Linked DNA regions of Mus musculus: region 1 is linked to region 2. A link is a contact called in public HiChIP or PLAC-seq data. All regions are on one chromosome and are shown on one strand. Each heading gives the region's core, a stretch centred on a gene start, on an enhancer-like site or on the middle of the called end of the contact. The rest is flanking DNA. Distances are from core to core; before and after follow the strand shown. Region 1 has its middle 46 kb from the start of Fam136a. Region 2 has its middle 62 kb from the start of Tgfa.

Region 1 (7,160 bases), core at 3,336-5,835, 180 kb before region 2:
CCCTTCTCATCTCCAAGTACCCAGAATTGGTCAACTGGACCTATTCTGAGTTGGTGTGTACTTGGACATTGAGGGCAATGTGTGTCGCCATAGCTAGATCGAGTTCCTGGGCTCAGTCTCCCAACTGAACCCACCATACTTTCCACTGGGCTGTGAAGGCCCTGGGGCTAGATCATGGTGTTGCCTCAGCCGGAAGCAAAGGTACCTTTATGTCCAGGTTTGGGAAGTCACCTTCCATACCTGCTCCACCGACTTTGCAAAGGAAAACCCCTGGTGGGAGGAAGTGGGGGTTGAATGAGAAACATGTGGGCAGTTTGAGGGTTTCGCTCCCTAGTTCAGTGAAACCCAGGCCTTCTGACAAATGCAGACCACGGGACTGTTTGACCTGAGAGTCATCAAGCAACCCAAGTTCCACCCTGTTCACAAAGCTGTGCGGCTGGGTAGGTGGGGAGACGTGCTCATTTGCATTCTCATTTACATGCTCATTTGCATGAGCTCTGCTGAGTCAGCCAGGGTCACAGGCATTTCTGATGTTCCCTCCATGTTGCTCTGGTAGGATCTAGACAAACTTGCCCTGCCCGCGTCTCAAATTCCTTGGCAAGAGGGTAATGGTGGCGCACGCCTTTAATCCCAGCACTCGGGAGGCTGAGGCAGGGGGATTTCTGAGTTCGAGGTCAGCCTAGTCTACAAAGTGAGTTCCAGGACAGCCAGGGCCATACAGAGAAACCCTGTCTCGTGGGGGGCGGGGGGGGGGGGGAGTTTTGTTTTGTTTTGTTTGTTTATTTATTTATTTATTTATTTATTTTTATTTTAATGTGTTTGTATCTGTATCTGTGTCTGTGTGTGGATTTCTGTATATATGTGGTGCCCACAGAAGCCAGAAGAGGGTATTGGATTTCCTGGAGCTGACACCATAGGCAGTTGAGAGTGGGGTGCTGGGAGCTGAATCTGGGCCCTCTGAGAGCAGCGCACACTCAACCCCCCACGTGGTCTCTTCAGCCCTAGGATTGTTTTTTGTTTTTGTTTTTTTTGTTTTTTTTGTTTTAAATCTGTTTTGTTTTTGCTTATCAATTCTTCTTCCTCCAACTTTGGCTTAGTTCATAACACATCCACTCTGTCTATTTTGAGAAACAGCATACAACCGGCTCTGTGTAGTAGGGTTCACATGCTGTCTTTGTGACTAAAAGAAAAGAAAAAGTAAAACCAATCAGAAGATGGTTTCCCAGATGGGGAACAGCCCGGTGCTGTGTTTGGTTTGCTTTCATGAGTTTCCAAAAGCAGGCAGGCAGTGGCAGATTTCTGTCTGCAGGAAGCTGCTGAAGCCTCTTGAAGAATCTGAAGAAAGCGTGAAGCAGAGGGAGGAGCTCCCCCCCCCCCCCCCCCACACACACAGTGTAGGCTGGTGTCTAGGCTGGTGTCTAGGCTGGTAGCAGCCCTGGCGGCCTCAGGTCTTGAGTGGAGGAGCCAGGAGCCTTCCTTTTCTCATTCACTGTAGCTTCTCATGGATCCCAGGCTGGCCTTGAATTCGATGTGTAGCTGAGGAGGACCTTGAACTTCTGATCCTTTTGCCTCCATTTTCTAAGGGTTGGGATAAAGGGGTTACACTATCTTATCCAGCACCCAAGCTCTGGGTATGAGCCCAGGACTCCTGCATAGTAGCCAAGTTCTTTACAAATCAGCTCCTCCCCCTCCCCCTCCCCCTCCCCCTCCCCCCTCCCCCTCCCCCTCCCCCCCTTCCCCTTCCCCTTCCCCTTCCCCTTCCCCTTCCCCTTCCCCTTCCCCTTCCCCTTCCCCTTCCCCTTCCCCTTCCCCTTCCCCTTCCCCTTCCCCTTCCCCTTCCCCTTCCCCTTCCCCTTCCCCTTCTTCTTCTTCTTCTTCTTCTTCTTCTTCTTCTTCTTCTTCTTCTTCTTCTTCTTCTTCTTCTTCTTCTTCTTCTTCTTCTTCTTCTTCTTCTTCTTTTTCTTCAATTTAAAAGACAGAGCCACATGCAGCCCAGGATAGCCTTCAATCCCCTATGTAGTCATGGATAACCCTGAACTTCTGAACCTTCTGCCTCCGATCTTCAGAGTGCTGGGATCACAGGCGTGATCCTACCACATCCAGTTAGCTGCCCTTCACTCTTTAACCCAGAAGTCTTGTTCCATGTCAAAAGGGGCAGATGAATCTCTGTTTCTTCTAGAAAGTTCTCCACTTACTCTGTACTTGCACAGGGAGCTGGGTGGAGCACATTGAGAGAATGTGACAAGGTCATTAGACCAGTCCAGGGCAGTTCCTCCTGAGTGCTAGGTGGTGACCCTCAAGGCTGTGTCCTGTTATGGCTGTTGGACTTTGCAGACCCTCATCTTCATGGTAAATTCTAGATCAATGTTCAAACACACTAGCCCACATACCCTTGAGAGAGGGGGAGCATTTTGACAACTCCTACCAGCATATTCAGAGGAAGACATGACTGGGTGCTCTGGGCCAAACTGTGCCTTCTCCAATGTCCTATGTTGAAGAGGGGACACTGGACCCTCCAGGTCTGGAGATGTTGAAGAGCTAATTGAGCGATATGATACTGTTAGCAAGACTCCCTGTGGCTCATGACTGGTGTCCTTGTAGGACATGCCCACAGAGGGAAGCATGCGGTGCTGTGGGAGCATCTAGAAGAGAGGCTTCAGGAAAAAGCAGCCATGCTGATACTTGGGTCTTTGCCTCCCAGTCTCTAGAACTTTCGGTATGAGGGTCTCCTCACAGTTGGCTGAGCCCCATTATGTGGTTGTAGTAGCCTGGGCCAACAGCATGACTCTGGTGAATACTCCATGTACTGCTCACCATGAACTCCACCAATTCTGCCTGATTTGTAGAAGGTTCCTATTATAATTTACAGTGATCTTGCAAAGGGATATTGTCCTGGGGGGGGTGCTGGGGACATGTCTCAGTTGGTGGAATGCTTGACTTGCAAGCCTGAGGACCCAAGTTTGAGCCCAGAATCCATGGAAAAAAAGAAAAGGAAGAAAGCTAAGCATGGTGGCACATGTCTGTAGCCCCAGCAAGAAGGAGCAGAGACAGGTGGATCTTTGGGGCTTGCCAGCTACTTGGAAAACTCCAGGCTAGGGAGAGACCCTGCCTCAAAAAAAAAAAGCATGGATGGATGGACTGTATTAGTCAGTGTTCTTTAGAGGGAAAGAACTGATAGAATGAACACACACACACACACACACACACACACACACACGCACACATACACACATACACACACACACACACACACACACACACACACACGCATGCGCACACACGCACGCACACAGGAGATTTATTAGAACAGCTTACAAGCTGTGGTCCAGCTAGTCAAACAATGACTATCTACCAATGGAAGACAGTGTACCAAGACTCCAGTAGTTGTTCAGTACATGAGGCTGTATGTTTTGACTGGTCTTCAGTGTACACCGGAATCCCCTAAGGGTAGGCTCTAATGCCAGTAAAGGAATGGACTTGCCAGCAAGAGCAGCAGCAAGCCTGCAAAGAGAGCAAGCTTCCTCTTCCCGTGTCCTTCATATAGACTGCCAGCAAACCATATGGCCCAGATTAATGGTGGATCTTCCCACCTCAAAAGGTCTGGATTAAAGGTGGGTCTTCCCACATCCAATGATTCGATTAAGAAAACAACCTCCAGGCGGGAGAGGTGGCTCAGCCATTAAGAGCACAGCTGCTCTTCCGATGGTGGCTCACATCCATTTGTAACGAGATCTGACACTCTCTTCTGGAGTGTCTGAAGACAGCTACAGTGTACCTACATCTAATAAATTAAAAAAAAAAAAAAAGAAAGAAAAAAGAAAAAGAAAAAGAAAAAGAAAAAGAAGGAGAAAAAGAAAAAGAAAACAACTTCCTCAGAGGTGTGCCTAGCTGTTTGGGTTTTAGCAAATTCTAGATGCAATCATGTTGACAACCAAGAATAGCCACCACATGGCTCTTGAGGAATGACACTTGAGGTTGACTCCTGGCCTCCAAAGATATGCACACACATGTACATACCTACCCACACACATGTGCACATCCACACAAGGGGTATTGTCCTGTTCCCTCACCAAGTTTTACCACAATGTTCACTTTTTAAAATTCTTTTCTTTTGACAGGGTTCCACTCTGTAGCACGCTGGCTTCAAACTTGTGATCTTTCCTGGCTCGTCCCCCTTAGAGCTGGCATGTGCCATCATACCTGTATTTCTTTGCCTTCTTTGCTTGAGCTTGGGAACAGCTGGACTTGGAGGTGGGAGACTGAGGCATTGTGGCTGTTGCTGTGACCTGGGGAGTCGTGCAGCTCCCAGGCCCTTGGGTTCCTGGGACACAGCAGGAGGTGAATGCATATGCTTTGCGCTCCGTCCTTGCTTTGGATTAATAAGCAGCAACCCTTTGGGGCCAGGCCCCTGACCTAGTGAGGCTCCGCCAGGCATTAGCCTAGTTGTGAGTTGGTGTTGTCTTCATCCAAATATCTGGGAGGCCACCCTCTTCTTCCTCTCTGAGCATTCAGACAGAGCTCTCCAGTGCAGTATCTGCATAGCTGCTGTATCAGGCACTGGCCTGTGTGTGATTCATCATACATTCTGGGCCTGCCTACTGTGACTCACCTGACATTGGAATCCACCATCCGTTTCCCCAGTCGGTGCCTGGTGACGTCATGCTTGGCTGTGGTCTCTCTTTAATTCCCTTCAGCTCAGTACAGCTCCAAACACCTGAACAGTTCCTAAGAGTTCAGAACCACAGGGCACTTACTGTCACAAACAAAATATATACACAGCCCAGTTCTGGGCTCCAGGGAGCTCACAGTTTCCTCAGAAACACAAAACAAGATCTCTGCACAAAACAGGCAAACGTTCGCAAGATATGAATCATGGTTCCTGGTGGGTGGAACATACGTTCCCAGGGCAAAAGGACGATGACTTCTTCTAAGGTTAGTCTTCACTGTGGCCTGGCTGGATTTAGAATCACCTAGGAGATATGGCTCTGAGCGGGTGTGTCTATGAGGACATTTCTAAAGAGGTGTGACTGAGGAGGAAGATGTCCTGTCAGTGTGGGTGGCACCATCCCACGGTCTGGGGTCTTAGACGGAATAAAAAGGAGTTGGAGAGATGGCACAACAGTTAAAGCACTTCCCATACAAGTGGGGCCCCATGTTCAGATCCCCAGAGACCCAGAAGGCAGAGATAGGACATTATTCCCCAGAGCAGGCCAGCTGGCGGGACAAGCCATATCAGTGAGCTCTGGGTTTGATTGAGAGACCTTGCCTCAGTGAACAAGGTGGGAGAGTTATGGAGGACGATTCCTTACATTGAGCCTTCAAATGCACACATGCTTACAGACACACAAACTCAAGCACACACGTGTGCCCCCACACACATACCAGAAATGCATATACACAAGCACACCACACACAGATATGCACAAAAAGGAATAAAAAAAGAGTGGTGGCGCACGCCTTTAATCCCAGCACTTTGGAGGCAGAGGCAGAGGCAGGCAGATTTTTGAGTACGAGGCCAGCCTGGTCTACAGAGTGAGTTCCAGGACAGCCAGGGCTACACAGAGAAACCCTGTCTCGGGAAAAAAAACAAAACAAAAAAAACATAAGCAGCGTACCTGCATCCTCCTTGTTGTTCCCTGACCCGCTGAGATGGAAGCAAGCAGTCTTTTCTTTTCTCCTTTCTTTTTAGATTTTATTTATTTACTATATGTAAGTACACTATAGCCGTCTTCAGGCACCCCAGAAGAAGGTATCAGGTTTCATTATGGATAGTTGTGAACCACCATGTGGTCACTGGGATTTGAACTCAGGACCTTCGGAAGAGCAGTCAGTGCTCTTAGCCACTGAGCCATCTCTCCAGCCCCAGAAGCAAGCAGTTTTTCACTCACACTGGTGTGGGTCTTGCTGCCATGCCTCCTCTACCATGATGGACTGTATCCCTCGCACCACGAGCCAGAAGACATCTTTCCTCCTTGGTTTGCTAGCTATTTGGTCACCGTGACAGGGAAGAAATCAGTTAAGCTGTAAGGCTTGAGCCCCATGAAAGCAGCATGGCTGACAGTATGTTTTTATAGATAATTAAGAGAATTCTTTGAATCCATGGGGAAGGGGGGGCACTCTGGGAAGGGAGGAAGCTCTTACACAGGGTAAGAATCAGTGGAGACAGGATCAGAGGTGGAAATTGGACTTGAGCAAATGGTCTGTTTAATTTGGATGGTGTGATGTAGTTTCTAAATAAGCCTCCCTCCCCTCTCTCTAACCCATGCTGCCTTTGGTTTCCAGACTCAGATGCCATGACTGGACCCAGCTGCAGTTACAAGGCTTCTCCTTGCCGACTAACAGCCCCCTGCTGCCCCCACCCCAGCCAAAGGACCACTTCCTTGGCACACACACTGGAGTGCTCTGCCAAAGGAGTCAAAGTGAGATTGATTTTGGAGGTCAGCCCTGGTAGAGATCTAAGGGTGATCACATGGCCTCCTCTCTGAGGAGGCCACTAGGAATGGTATGCAGAGACTCCTCTGGGAGAGAGAGTAGAACTCCAGAAGGCCATGTAGCTCTTCTCTGGAAAACATTCTTCCTAAACTAGGAAACCCTTCTGAGTCGGACTCTGATGCCCTTAGATTAGTTTGTCCCAGAGCACTCGTGTGTTAGCAATTTGGTCCCAATGTGGCAATGCTAAGAGGTGGGGAGACTTTTCAGAGATGGGGCATTGAGTATAGAGCATGGCTCCCCCTCTCCACTTCTGTCTCCCTGTCTCACCATGCAGTCTCTGCCTCTTACGACGATGCCATGAAGTGCTGTAGCCAAGGGGTCCTCACTGGTCCCTGACCTTATTTTTCCGGGTGGACAGAGATGATGATGTTTTAGGTTATTGGGATGGTTGGCTCATTGAGGTCTCAGGGTTCAGGGTAGAGAGGGATGCTGATTGAAGAAGTGTTCAAGCTCTTATGGGGGAGCATAAATCTGATAGGAAAGGATTCTCCTGAAAGACTGTCCTCAGAGAGCCCCAGGAGCCCAGAGGAGTGTCCATTTTCTGTTGCTGAGGTTGGGTGCTTCATAAGGAAGAGGTTTTCGTTCCTCTCACAATTCTGAAGGCCAAAGATCTAAGACTGGGTGACCTTATCTGGAATCCAGTGAGGACTCCTTGGCTACATCCCTTC
Region 2 (7,414 bases), core at 1,889-4,388:
CTCAGTGTTGTCCTCAGGCTTTCACGTGTGTCACTCACACACATGTCACTTATACACACACATGCATAAACCTCACACACATGAAGTTCATATAGCGCTGTCAGTCATACACATCTTTAACACATTTCTACAGTTCAAAGGTAGCTAACTAAAAGCAGAGATATGGATTTTAAAAGAAAAGAGATAAAGATAGACAGATGGAACTACAGACACATATTCTGTGAAACAGAGGTCAGATCGATATCAGAGCTCTCATCAGAAACTGGATTCTAGAAGACAATGGATTTCAATGTTTGATTTTACTTATTACGTGTATATATGAGTATATGTATGTAAGTGCACACCTGTGTGGGTGCCAGCGAAGGCCAGTGTGGAGTCTCCTGGAGCTGGATCTATAGGGAGTTGTGAACTACCCAGTGTGGATGCTAGAAACTGAAATCAGGTCCTCTGCAAGAACAGTACACACTCTTAACCACTAAGCAATCCCTCTAGCCCACAAGACAATGGACTTAACCCTTCAAAGTTCTGAGGGAACACTAATTTGCCTCTGGATTCTATATCCTGCTAAACTATCAACCACAAAATTTCAGGTTGAAATACAATTCTTTTATAAGTATAGAACATAGAAAGTGTGGCTCCCATGAGAAGCACCCTTTGGATCTTTTATCACAGGCAATGTGATGGAACAAGAACCCAACTTTGTTCCCTAGGCCCATCAACACATTTGTTTCATAGCAATTCCAGCCAGTGACTGAATGAGTGCACCTCAGTCACACTCATTGGGTGTTCTTGCGGAAGACCCAAGTTTGTTTCCCAGCACTTATGGTGGGTAGCTCACAACTATCTGCATGCACTCTGTCTCCAGGGGATCCAGCGCCCTCTTCTGGCCTCTAAGCACACTTGCGCACACATGGCATAGTGTCACACATATATACACACACACAGAGAGACACAAATCTACACACACAAAACTTTTTAAAAGGCATAACTGAACTGAAGAAAAATAGTCACTACTAGAAAATAAGTGACAGTGACAGATTAAAATACAAGAATACCAGCACCAAATTAAAATATTAAAATGGTAAAACCTAAAGAGAAGATTATTGCTATGGACACAGAGAAAGGCGATCTCTCCCATATGCATACCTGGACCCCTGAAGATGACAACTAGAGTGAAGAGCCACAGAATGTTTACTTTGCTAAGTGTTTGGACACAGCACACTTTGTTCTGCCCTGGCCATAGACACTTCCCAAAATTCTGAGCATAGCTTAGAGTCTCCTTGGCTTTGAAGTTACATGAACATTTGGCAAATTCCTTAAGGCTCCTGAGCCTCAGTGGTAATTAAAAAAGTTATTGTTTATTGTGTGTGATATGGGGTGAGGGGATGCTCACCACAGCATGAGTGTGGAGGTCAGAAGACAGCTTTTGAGAGTCTGTCCTCTCTACCTACCAGGTGGGTTTTAGGGATTGAATTTGGGTTGTCAGACTTATGGCAAGCACCTTTATCCACTGAGCTATCTTGCCAGCCCATTAATAACTACCACTTAATGCCAATTAATAACTACCACTTGAGAATGCTGAGCGTTGAATGGGAATTGTGCACAGCCTGACACGCGGCAGCTCTGCTAAGCATTGTTATCTGTCTAGATGAGAAGTGAAGGGAATCCTTTCATGTTCTTTGTCTTTGGTAACCAAACTTTAGATGAAAAGAAAGGATTGTAATAACTCTGAGATGAGACAGAGTGCAGGCTAAATTCTGCGTCTCAATCCCAACGGTTTCTCCTTTCTTCCTCAATGGGAAACTTTGTACAAGGCACGTTTCCTCTGCATGCTCTGGCTTCCCTGCTGAGTCACAGTGAGTTTCCTCCTATGAGCTGCATGAGGATTGAGGGAGTTAGGAGAGTGGGTGGGTGACTATAATCGATAATTAAGATGAAGGGCTGGAGAGATGGCTCAGATGAGAGTGTTTTCTGTGTTTGCAGAGGACCTAAGTTCAGGTCCTAGGACCCACAAGGTGGCTCACAACCACTTGAAACTTCAGTTCCAGGAGCTCTGATGCTCTCTGCTGGTCTCCAAAGGCACATCCAGGTATATGACACAAAAGTAAAACCAAATCATTCAAATTCATCAATAAAAGTTAGCTATAATTGTAGTTTGAAATTAGCCACAAGGGCCTCCAGGTTTAAGGTGCCCGACTGAATATATCTACTGTCTCTACATGTAAAAGATTTAAAAATACTCACAAGGGGAGGATGAATAAAAATATGCAAAGGATACAAAATGTTGAAACTGAAAAAGTGGAATGGGGAGTGGAAAATAAAAATTAGGAGACTGTACAATGCTGAATATTTTGTACAGAAAATTTTATTTTAGTTTTTAGTATATGTGTGTGCATTTAAGAAAATTTAAATATGTGAGAAATGAGAACTCAATAGAAACACCTGAAACTACATTGGATGAAATCTTCTGGGAAATACAATAAAAGAAACAGAAAGCAGGAGAGATGACGTACAAACATCAGAGGGTAACTAGAAGAAATCCGAGATCCGAATATGACCAGTAGCAATTTAAGAGAGAGCAGAGGAGATTGACAATAACAATCATCAACAACAGCGTAAGAGAATTTCCCAAAACCAACGGACATGACTCTTTAGACGCAAATGGTCTTCTGGGACTCGCCAATTGCTTAACAGTAAATCCAGACGAAGGTACATCATTACACAGCTTCAGAACTGTGAGGGCAACGGGAACATCCTACAAGCTCTCAGAGAGGAAGAAGACAGAAAAAAAAAAAAAAAAAAGAAGAATCTGAATTGCTTTGGTTTTTTCAGTAGCAACATTAGAGACACAAAGCTTGTGTCAATGGGCTTTCAATCACTATAGCAAAATACATGGGGGAGATTATAAAGAGGAAAGGTTCATGCTTCTCATAGTTTTTTTTTTTTAAACAGAAAATTATTCTGAGTAACTTCTGGAAGGTAAAAATACATTAAAAAAAATTAAGTCAATAAAAAGAAGGCAATTATTAACTATAGATTAAAAACAAAAAGTAAGGAAGGAAACCTCACCACTGGGCAAGGCTGGGCTGTGAGTAATGTTTGTCCAGGCATGACAACATTAGCAGAGACCATTGATTTGGCCTAGGACTGTAATAATTACATGGAGGGGAGGGGACAGGAAGTAAAGATACTGGGGTGGTGGAAGAGAGACAGATTCTCATCTACCACCACAGGAAGTCTGTGGCTCAAGGACAAGACAGCAGCTCTCACAACATGAGCTAGAAACACAGAGATGTGCAGTCTGGTGATGACAACAGTTCACAGTGGCAGCTGTTAGGACCCAGCACGTGTAAAGTAGGGACAGGTGGGAAGGGAGCTGTGTTGTATTCTCCCAGATCAATTTGATGTTTGAAACAATGTGCCTCAACAAAACAAAGATTATCAGAAAACATTAAAAGACTAGCACCTCTGAGGAGCCGGTGTTTAGTGTCTGCCTCTAAGGCTGTGCTGCCTTTTGCGATGCCCAATGTACGGCATGGAAAATATTGGCAACTCTTCCTAAGCGAGCCTCTCGTTTTCTATAGAGGTATTAAAACATGCCATTATATTATATTATATACTAGTATAGAATGTGCCTTACACTAAACATGGAGGCAAACAAGTGATACGTAAGTAGAAAGCATTTAAATGCAAGTTCGACAACATCCTAAGTGTCAGTGGTATTAGTCAGCCTTCTGCTGCATTAACAACATGCCCAAGATAATGAACTCAAGGGAAGAAGTTTCCTGTGTCAGCCTTCAAGGCCTAATGCTGCTTGTGTAGCCATGTTGCTTTGGGATTGTTGGTGCCAGAGTATATCATGGTGATAGTACAGGGTGGCAAAGGACAAGGTATTTACTTCATGATGGGCTAAACAAAGACAGGAAGAGGACGGCCTGGGTACCAGTATCCCCATCAGCAACACACCCCAGTGATGTAACTTTCTCTAATGAACCCTCCACTTAGAGACACTACCACTTTGCAACAGCACCATGGGCTGTGGCCAAGTCCTCACTACATGGGCCTCTGGGAAACATTCATGACCCAACCATTATAATTTTTCATTACATTGAAACCACATTTAAAGAAATCTGGGAAATACAGTAAAAAGGAACAGAAAGCAGGAGAGATTTCCTTTTTGACTTTGTAAGAAACCTTTAGACTTTGAAGTCTGGCTTTCAGCCTAAAGATGGCCTTGAAGTTTGATCTGGGAGGCTGGACAGAGACCGTTGCTCCAGGCTTCAGACTATGTCCACCTTGCCTTTGAGATATGAAGGCCCCCTCCCTGAGAGGGGATTCCTGCTCATCTGCCCAAACCCATCACAGGATACACCCAACAGCTATTAGCTCGATACCATTCACACATGGAACTAAGAGGGAGTGGGTCCCTCCTTAAGATTTCATCTGTGTCACTCAGGGGACTCCAGAATGGAATCTAGTACCCTCACAATGTATGGAAGTGTGTGTGTTTGTGTGTGTGTGTGTGTGTGTGTGTGTGTGTGTGTGTGTGTGTGTGTGTGTGTGTGCATTTGCCACAGCATGGGTGGCTTATAAAAAATAAGCTGTGCTTTCTAACAGTTTTGGAGGATACCACCCCAAAATCAAGGGGGCAGTATGGCTGTTTGTTTCCCACAAATGCTCTAAAGAGGATCCTTCTTTTCCTGTCGAGTGGCCTTGGGAATTCCCTGGCACTATCCTGGTCTCTGCCTGCAACCACACCTGCCTTCTCCCCCCTAGGTCTGGAGGGATATGTGTCTCCCCAGAGTGGTCTCTTGTGCTGCACTGTGTATTATAGACACTGCCTGCTAGATTAGAGCCACATCTGTCCTGCTTGGCTTTGCTCTACCCAACTGCATCTGCTAGGACTCTATTTGAAAGCCAGGCCATAAGTTGAAGCCGTTCAGACTTGAATGTACATTTTGAAGGGGAAACAAGTCAGCTTTGAACAGTATGAAAAACAGATTTTCTGTTCTTAGCATGGCAGGCTTACCTCTCCCTGGCACCACTGTCTTCTCTTCAGTCAGGAGGGCTTACCCAACTCTCTACACAGTCCTTGACAAGTGGCTCTCTCAGCTAGCTAAGAAGAGGACCCAGGAAGACTGCAGGGAGTCAATCTACATTTCAAAGAAGGCTTTTTTTTTGTTTTGTTTTTTTGTTTTTTTCGAGACAGGGTTTCTCTATATAGCCCTGGCTGTCCCAGAACTCACTTTGTAGACCAGGCTGGCCTCAAACTCAGAAATCCGCCTGCCTCTGCCTCCCAAGTGCTAGGATTAAAGGCGTGCACCACCACGCCCAGCTCAAAGAAGGCTTTTTAAATCAGCTGTCAACAAAGCAGATTGCCTGGCAGAGGTGGCTAGGCCTTTAATCCTAGCACTCAGGAGGCAGAGACAGTAAAATCTCTGAGTTCAAGCCCAGCCTGGTCTATAGAGCAAGTTCTGGAATGGCCAGGGCTACACAGAGAAACCATATCTCAAAAAGAAGACAAGACTCAGAGATCAAGACTAGAGAGGTTAAGAGAATTTTCTGCTTAGTTCAGTTCCTAGCACCCAGATCTCTAGCACCAAGGTCCGGGGACTCACAGTGGCCTTGAACTCCAGCTTGAGGTTCCATCACCCTCTTCTGGTCTCTGCCCACACATCTGCACTCACACATGTACATGAAACTAAATAATAGAGTCTTAAAACAAAACACAGACTTCATTGAGAGTTAAACAAATGGAATAAATGATACATAGTAGATGAAGATGAAATTTTAAATTTGGCAAAAGGCAGCAGGGAAAATATTTTTTAAAAAGACCTTCCAGGATTTGGGCATCTCATCCCTCCTCTCGTGAGTGCAGACAGAATGCAGAGAATTCTGGGTATCGGTCTCCATCCTACTGTTGGGAAGACACAGACAAGGGCATTTTGGGTGGCAATGTCCAACACTTTTGAGAACAGTAGGAGTCTATTCTGGGTAGCCACATCCACCCTGCCTCTGAACGATTCAGAGTGCATTCTGGGTAGCAACACTCATCACCCTGAGAAGACTCCGTGTTTGTGAAGCTCTTCTCACACCTCAGCCTCCTTCATACCCCAGAACTCCCAGCCGTGACTAGAAGATTGGGGGCTACAGTTGTCCCAAGATGCTCACTTTCTGTCTCTCAGGTTGGGTCTAGCTTTTCCCGAAACCCAATGACTGATAACCTTCCTCTTGCTCCAGATGACCCACTCCAGCCCACAGTGACTCAGATAGGAGCTTGTAGTCATGGGTGTCTTTCCTGTCACGGAAGAAAGAGACAGTGGTCTCATTGTTTGGATGACACAGTCTTCTGGGTGGGAATATGCTGGGGTTTTTGTTGTTTGTTTGTTTGTTTTGTTTTTTGTTTGTTTTTGAACCCAGAGGCTTTGGGGATAAGAGCAGGAGGTCACGGGTGGCCCTGGGTATTTATTTGAAAGCCATTGGGATAATTGTGAATCATTCTTTAGTGACTCACTCTTGTTATTGTGAGAGAGAAGTTTGTCTTGACCACCCCCCACCCCCACCCCCAGCTCCCAGTTCTCGTCTCAGTTGTGACAAGATACACCAGTTCTTCCAAAAACAATGGTTCATAGCTGTGTGTAAACTGGTATCACCTTGCCTGGGAACCTTCATTCTCAAGGAGCAAGCAGTGGGAGGCACCCAAGACAGAAATGCTCAAGGAAGTCTTGGAGAAGTCTAGACAGCTCACCATGAACTTCTCAGAATGTGTTCAGACAGTTGGCCTCCTCCCAGAGACCCCTCTGCTACCCCAGGGAAAAATCTACCCGGAAAGCACAAGGGGCTCCCTCAGATGAGGGCAGCCACCCCAATCAGACCTCAGGACCAACTGTCATGTCTTACCAAAATAGGCGTTAAAAGCCGTGATAAGGGGAAGGCTTGTAATGACAGCCTGAGCCTCCTTTCATCCAAATCTCTAGAATCTCCTAGACACACTAATTACCCCTCCCTGCCCTGGGAGGAGGAGGAGCCTGCGCTTGTTACCCTGGCAGGACATCTCAGCTCCCTAAGAACCAACACTGACCTAAACCCAGGAATGGCATGGGGTCCACCCTCAACCCTGTCAGTGTGGTTCTTATGAAGGTTCCTTATCCCGAATTCACTATGTTAAAAATGACAGAACTGGGGTTGGCAAGATGGCCCAGTGGATAAAGGCACTTTGCCTCCAAACCTAACCACCTGAGTCTTATCTCCAGGACTCACGTGGTGGAGAGAGCCAGCAGGTTGCCCTCTGGCCTCCACACATGCAGCAAGGCACGTGCTCCCTGCCCCAAAGAAAGTTCAGTAACTTTTTTTTTTCCTTTTAATGGAAGAAATAAGGGCTGGAGAAACAGTTCAGCAGTTAGACTCTCGCTCT

Evidence for each region. HiChIP or PLAC-seq counts read pairs in DNA pulled down with a chosen protein or histone mark.
Region 1: a contact with region 2 is called in a FOXA1 HiChIP or PLAC-seq map of pancreatic cancer cells. The contact joins two enhancer-like sites. A contact is called at or near these places in 2 of 15 datasets of contacts at CTCF or cohesin (the NIH/3T3 cell line and large pre-B cells), 2 of 484 Hi-C or Micro-C datasets (the G1E-ER4 cell line and embryonic fibroblasts) and 7 of 115 datasets of contacts at active chromatin or transcription factors (embryonic fibroblasts, embryonic stem cells, pancreatic cancer cells and 1 more).

Annotation. Positions count from the first base shown.
Region 1 is chr6:86,316,501-86,323,660 of GRCm38.p6, reverse strand. No RefSeq gene overlaps it. Among named protein-coding and RNA genes, the nearest start is that of Fam136a, 46 kb to the left of the region's middle. Within about 2 kb of position 4,585, at least 88 of the 459 cell types and tissues checked have an H3K27ac peak or open chromatin away from gene starts, as enhancers often do. A contact at or near this core is called in pancreatic cancer cells, where this site is marked.
Region 2 is chr6:86,129,880-86,137,293 of GRCm38.p6, reverse strand. It overlaps the pseudogene Gm19596. Among named protein-coding and RNA genes, the nearest start is that of Tgfa, 62 kb to the left of the region's middle. Within about 2 kb of position 3,138, at least 27 of the 459 cell types and tissues checked have an H3K27ac peak or open chromatin away from gene starts, as enhancers often do. A contact at or near this core is called in pancreatic cancer cells, where this site is marked.